Regions from separate parts of the Sus scrofa genome. Here region 2 is linked to region 1. A link is a contact called in public promoter capture Hi-C data. All regions are on one chromosome and are shown on one strand. The core of a region is the stretch at or near the end of the contact, and the rest is flanking DNA. Distances in the headings are between cores, read along the strand shown.

Region 1 (3,552 bases), core at 783-3,282:
GAAGCTTGGGTCTAGTTCTGGCTCAAGAATATGTCCTTTATTTCCCCTAATCTGGACCTAATTTGGCTTTTGATGTATTGTTTTTGACCTCATGCTAATTTTTATAAGAATTACTAATATTTCAGAATTTGTTTAAAAGTAAACTTGGCCTAGAGTGGTAGATTTGAGAAAGACAATATAATAATTTCACACATCTAATGCAAACTAGTACTTACCTGATTTTCTATATCTTTTACAATAGAAGATTTGCGAATATTTACTCTGTCTGCATGTGGTGACAATGAGAATGCATTGAAATACGCCATTTAGAAGGCATGTACAAATGATAATGGATCTTTCCATTAGCATTTCATGAAAAGGAGGCCCCAGGTCATGTTTGTAATATTTGTATTTCCTGAAGGGTTTGTAGTGAGAATACCTGATGAAGCTTTTACCTTTGTATAATGGAACATAACATTTATGTCTTGCTCTCTCTTAGATCACGGACTCTGGGGAAACCAGCTGCCGCATCATGAGATCACTCAAGCAACCCTGTGGAGGGGTCTCTGTGATGAAGAACGGAGACCACCTGCCAATAGCTAGTACTAATTTGGCAGCCATGGAAATAAGCCATTTGGGAGGTGGATCTTCCAGACGAAATCACTTCTTTAGATAAAGCCCGAGAGTTGATGCCTTGACTGCAACCTCATCAAAGAGACCCCGAGACTGAACTGAGACAGGTTGGGACTTGGGACACTTTGCTGCAGTGGTTGCACCTGGACAAACCTCTTCTAGAGTAACAAGATAACAAAGAAACTATAAGGGACTAAAAATAACTGTATGCATGAGCAACTTTGGCAAATTATGAACAAGATACAAGAAGACCAAAACCCAATTGCCACTTCTCAGGAGTCAGGAGCAAAAGCAGGGTATGACCCATGAACCCTGCACAAACCACCACCAAACTACCCAAGCCATCTCTCAGGCCTGGCCCCTGGACCTGCCCCTACCCTCACCCCACATAAGGGGCCAGCTCCACCCTGACTTCCCCAGCAAGCAAGGGCACCTGTTACTTGTTTACACTGCCTCATGCTATAGCACAGTGCTAATAAAGCCTACCAAGTTTCTTGCTGGCCTCTTATCAATTTCTTTTGATTAAAAAAATCCATAAATCCTGGTCAATACCAGAACCACTCACGTAAGCCACTTCCAGATTCCTTGGGGTTCAGAATTTAAACCGTAAAAGTATTCTGCTCATCACTTCTAGATCATCTCAACTAGAAGAGAATAGCAACTAGAAGATTCTAGTAGTGGTATGAAGAACAGATTGAAGAAAAGCAGACAAAGAGCGTGCTAAGGCAGTTGCAGGTGTTTTAAAGAAAGATGACAAGGACATTAGGTAAAACTTAAAGATTGGGTCGGCTACTGAACCTCTTTGGAGCATCAGAGCTTCTGTAAAATAAGAATGGTAATGGTGCTTATCTTATAAAGTGGTTGTATTGAAGCATCACATCTGAGATGTAGGTGGCCCTTAATAGAAGGAAACTTAGAAAGTATTTAATAAATGTAAAGGCAGGTCTACTTCGAGAAGTCTTTTATCAAGTATTTAAATAAAGTGATCTTCGAGGTGTGCAACTGGTATCACAGCGAGCAAGATGAACAAGTAAATAACGCAAAGTATATAATTTTAAGTGCAAAACTGCCCTTAGATGATAATTTTTAGCTGTGCAAGGAAACTTTTGAAACATTTTTCTATATTTAATAATTTCCTGATAACGAGTCTGTTTAATGGCAGTTCAAACAAAATTTCTACAGATTAAACGAAGAGGTAAAGCCAAAATAAAAAAATCTACTAGAAACGACTGGCCTTTCACTTGAAACTAGTCCGGCTGCTCCACGGCCCCGCCTCCCACTATGGCCACGCCTCTTTTGGGTTTACACTTTGGCTTCACTATGCTCTCACTGGATGGCTCCGTGCGCCTTGCCCACGCTCATTGGCTCGCGAGAGTTCCTCTATTTAGCCTACTCAGAAGCGTTACGAAATGGAGGCAGAGAAGAGTCGCGAGATTTGGCTCCACCACACTTTCCAGGATCCTCCCTTCCTTCCTGGTTCCCCTTCGGCCCAGCTTCCCCAGTTGCACGTGTAGTTGTTGTGGTTCTGTCTCACGTGGCCACTGAAGGGCCTGCGTTACACGCCCCGCCCCCAACATGGCGGCTCCAGTGCCGCGGGCCGCGACCTGCCTCTGCTCAGCTTTGAATTATAGGCCTGACTGAGTCTTTGAGGCCATGGACCAACCTGGGTTCACAGCCTCGCTGGTGGTGAGTACGGGGCGGTAGGGAGGGGCGCTCAGAGTGCGGGAGTCCTGTGCTGGAGCCCGTGGTGACTGCTCTGCTCTAGCACCTTCTTCCGGTTTTGCGCGCTGAATCGTCCCCGGTCACCGGTTGTGGGAGGAAGCGCGCGGTTCCTGGGCCACACTGGGCCTCGTGTCACAGTTCTATATTTCCTACCCCTATGCCAGAAAGAGACGGGGTGGGGGGAGTGGGGTAGGGGTAGATACATTTCGTTGTATCTTTTTTCAGTTTTGGAAAATGACGGATCCATTCATCCAATACATAATTAATCTACTTATTCTACTTCCAAGCGTTCTTCTAGGCTTTGGGTATACTAATAAGCGCAAATAGCTGTGCTGTGGAGCCAGCAAGTCAGTGGTGTGTAATTCCTTAGAAAACAACGAGATTCAACGTATCTTAACTTCAAAACCCAAAAAGAAATCCTTTAATATTTTGAAACCGTTCTTACAACAGGTCCAGTAGGGCATACTGGACACAGAAGTGAACCAGACAGAAATTGGCTGCTTGTGTTTTCATTCTAGGGGAGTGGGCAGAGGCAGAAGATAACATGCCTTTTCAAAACTTCTGAGAAATGGAGATCTAGAGGAATTTCTTCATTTAATTATGAAGTGTTTTTGCAGGTGTTGGAGATAACATGGTGATCAAAATAGATCTGCACGGGTGGTGGAGGCAGAATAGTGAAATGATTGTTATCATAAATGATTTGAGGGTTAGTTTCAGAGTGTTAGGGAAAGATGTGGAAGGGGTATGTTACCCAGGCTTGTGGAATGATGGTTTTAAATCTAGATTTGCTCGGATTTGTGTAAACTAGGTATTAGAAGTGCATTACTTTGAAGGCATTTTCCTGTTAAGCTGGTAGTACTTGTGACAGTCGCTCTGCTGGGAACTGGGGTAAGCTCTTTACATACGTCATTTCATTTAACTCTGACAAACCATTGAAATCTTATCCAGTTTTCCAGATGAGGGGAGTGAGGAATAGTATATGAGTTAATTTGTCCAAAGTCACACAAGTAAGATCCTTTGGTGTATGTAAGTGTTGGAGCTCAGGCAGTGTAACATGGGATTCCATGCCCTTTACTGCTCACTGAAGCTTGTTGAAACTGTCTGGCAGTTGCTAAAAACAGGCGAATGTCAGTGTTAACAAAAGAACAATGGTTTTAAATTTTATTTAAAGTTTATTTTATTGGAGTTCTTTTTGTGGCAATTCTGTGGTAATGAATC
Region 2 (3,552 bases), core at 295-2,794, 740 kb after region 1:
TGTGACCGACACTGCAGCTCATGGTGACGTGAGATCCTTAACCTACTGAGGGAAGCCAGGGGTAGAACCCTCCTCCTCAGATTACTAGTTGGGTTAGTTACTGCTGAGCCACATGGGAACTCCTCCATCACCTCTTAAATTCCAAGATCCTTCATCAAGAAACTGAACTATTTGGAGTTCTCCTGTGGTGGGTGGGTTAAGGATCTATCGCTGTCCCTGGAACAGCCTAGATCTCTGCAGTGGTGTGGGTTGGACCCCTGGGAACTTCCACATGCAGCCGCAAAAGAGGTCAGTTAAAAAAAAAAATTGAACTGTTGGCTCTTTTCAGGGTTAGAAATGCTATGCTCATGGACTATCTCCACTAAAAATTCCTTCCCTTCCCACTCACTGATAAAATTGCCTTAAATTTCAAACATCTAGAAATAGCATTTCTGACATTAGCTCATTTCTGACTTACATTTTTTTAAAATATTAAGTATCTATAATGTGCCAGGCACCCTGTTAGATGCTAGAAACAGGAGACAAGAAAATGAAAACATGTCAACAGTAAAATTTGTATTTTCTTTCAAAAGGCTTGCAGCCTGTGAAGCAGATGGAATAGGAATAATTATTCACACATTACCGGTGAAGGAGCTAAACATTTCAAGAATTAAAGGGTCTTGTGTATGGTCCCACATTAAGAAGTAAAGAGTCAGAGATTCAGTACTTGTCCCTAATCCTGGGCTCAGGGCACTTTCCAGTATTTCTTCAAAGGAAATCCCAGACTACTAAGTATCTCAACACCTCACTTTCTCAGGAACATAAAAGGAAATCACCTTGAAACCCTTTATAATGTTCATGTGCTCTTAAAAATGGAACAGGTGTTCCCTGGATGCTCGAGAAAAGCAAGGCTTTGAGTGAGAGTTAAAGATCCTGAGCAGCCGTTGTAACCAGAACAAGTTAATCTGTGGAAACAGGAAGACTCAGCCAAGGCGATGCTATTTCAATTGGGTGTCACAGGTGACTCATCAGAGATGGCTTGCTTTCGGCCTCCCGATATTTTTCTTCGGAGTGGGGTGTCAGATTTCCTTCACAATTTTGGACAACAGCCCTCTTGTCCATTTCCAAATTTGTCTGGTTTCACAGCCCTCACGCGGACCCCCACATTCATACCGGAAGCTGAACATTGGCAGGAGATTTAGGAAACGAAAGACCAGGTGGAAAAAAGAAAAAAAAAGATCGGGGGGCCTCGAGAGAGGCCTAAAATGGGGACATTCGCACTTCAAGAGCTTTCCCTAACCTCGCCTCTCAGAATGACAGCTCTCCTCAGCCAGAAGACTACCTCTCCCGGCAGGCACTGCGCGCCTTGCAGACACAGGCTGGTGGGCTCCCTGCTCTCCTCCTCCTCCCGAACCACCCAATAGGAGTCGCCGGCTTAGGCCTCCACCCGACCCAGACCACGCGGGAGCGGGGACAATAAAACTACATTTCCCGACGCGCTTTCGCACTCCTCGTGGCCAATAGGCGCCCGGAGTTCGGAGGCTACGGGCGGAGCCGGATGCGTAGGACACCCCATTGGCTAGGGGCAGCTTAGAAGAGCCGGAACCCGGGAGAGAGAGAAGCGAAATGACATTTCCTCTTTAAATAGCTGGAGCCCGGGCCCCGTCGAGAAATGGCCGCGTCGGCAGGTGGGTCGTGTGGTGGTTACCGAGGTGTGGAGGGGTGGTGGGCCTGGGGCCAAGCTCAGGCTGCGAGCTGAGGCGGCAGCGATGAGGAGCGGGAAAGAAGGATGGATAGGTGGACAGGGATGAGGGGAGGGAGGATGAATGGCGTGGAGGGAGGTGGGCGGTCCGGCTGGACAGGGATGGGGAGGCCGGGTACCCGCCTCCGCTCCGACCTGTTCACTAGGCGGTTGAGGGGGCCACTGGCGGCCACCATCCATCGAGCTTCCCTCGTGAGGCTCCTGCCCTGCGCTCTTAGCTGGGACGTTCCGGCTGTGGCGGAGTCCTCGTAGACACCTCGCCAATTCAGCCCGCACGGTCCCTCCGCGAGCACCGGGCTTCGAGCTCGCCGGGCTCCCAGAGGAACAGGCTGGTTGTTGGAACTTGCATCGCAGCTCGCTCTTGCCCAGATCCTACCTCGCGGTCCTATTTGGGAGTGTCTGTATACAAGTATGTATTTAGAAGGGGGGAGGACAAACCAAACAACCCCTCCCCCCCAAAAAAAAATCCGACCCCACAACAACAAGACTAAACAAAGAAACCAATAAAACCCCGCGACGGTGAAACTGACTCCGAACTTCTTGTGGTTGATTTTTTTTTCCTGCTAGATTTAAATAAGTCTTCCCCAACACCGAATGGGATTCCATCTTCAGACACAGCCAGCGAAGCCATGGACCCCTTCCATGCTTGCAGTATTCTTAAGCAACTCAAAACAATGTACGATGAAGGGCAGCTAACAGACATTGTAGTGGAAGTGGATCACGGGAAAACATTTTCCTGTCATAGAAACGTTCTTGCTGCAATCAGCCCTTACTTCAGGTATGATGATGGTGGAAACTTCTATTGAGATCTGCACCGAGTTCCCTTTTTCCCTCAGTATTGCCCACTTGATTATTATACTGAGATGCGACAATGAAATGAAACCAATGGATTTGTTTGCAGAAAATACATAACTGGCCCTATTTTATTAAGCCTTTTTTTGAGGTGGGGGGGGTACTTGACAGATTCTTCTAGAATTCAGGTGGCTGGTTTTTAAGTCAGTGAATATGTTTCTGTTTGTTTCAGAAAATCTAAAATTGTACTGTCCAATATGGCAGCCACTAGCCACATGTGGCTATTAAAACTTCGATTATCTAAAATCAAATTAAAAATTAAGTTCCTTAGTACACTGGCCATGTTTAAAGTGCCCAGTAACCACATGTAGGTAGTGGCTGCCACATTGTACAGCACAGATATAGAACGTTTCCGTCACTGAGAGTTTTATTGGACAGTGCTGATCTGGAATTTGTTCCAGAATTTTATCCAAGATTTCTTTAGTTCACGTTAACTCTTTTAGAATTTAAAACATAATAGCCTGTTTTTTTAAAAAAAGAAATTACCCATTTAATGGATTGTTTTAATGCCATGGGGATAACAGCAATGAAATAAAAATGAATGCAATCTAGGTTCTATGTGTCTTAGACCCCAGACTAGTGATTATTTCTAAGATTTCCAGAAGTATTTTTAAGCTCAGTTTTCATTTTCATTTAAACTCATATTTATATATCATAAAATTTGAAAAGTAAAATTTTAAAACTTGAGTCTAAAAAATAATTTCATTCTCTAAGAAAATATCAGTGAAAGAGGCAATTTCCTGTTTAACTTCTGTTTTTGTTTCAAGTTCTCACTTTAAGCCTTTTAGTATTCAAAAATGGTGCATGAATGACTGTGAAATAATATTCTCAACCACACCCTAAATGTGCTTTTTCCTTTTGAAGATGTTTACCTTTATAGGGCATATAGCAGTGTAGTTTTCCAGACAGTAGTTTCTGGTTCCTCTTTCTCAGAATACGGGGTTAAATATAGTCACTTC

The links. Promoter capture Hi-C pulls out the DNA fragments that hold promoters and counts their contacts.
Region 2: a promoter capture Hi-C map of liver shows a contact between it and region 1, with 5 times the contacts expected there. The contact joins the promoter of KBTBD8 here to the promoter of SLC25A26 in region 1. A contact is called at or near these places in 1 of 5 promoter capture datasets (liver), 1 of 47 Hi-C or Micro-C datasets (skeletal muscle) and 1 of 2 datasets of contacts at active chromatin or transcription factors (skeletal muscle).

Annotation. Positions count from the first base shown.
Region 1 is chr13:47,741,455-47,745,006 of Sscrofa11.1, forward strand. SLC25A26 (S-adenosylmethionine mitochondrial carrier protein) reads left to right here and starts at 2,033. Exons shown (of 10, transcript XM_003358494.5): 1 at 2,033-2,298. The coding sequence starts at 2,266.
Region 2 is chr13:48,485,375-48,488,926 of Sscrofa11.1, forward strand. It overlaps KBTBD8 (kelch repeat and BTB domain-containing protein 8), which reads left to right and starts at 1,545. Exons shown (of 4, transcript XM_003358491.5): 1 at 1,545-1,667; 2 at 2,309-2,519. The coding sequence starts at 1,652.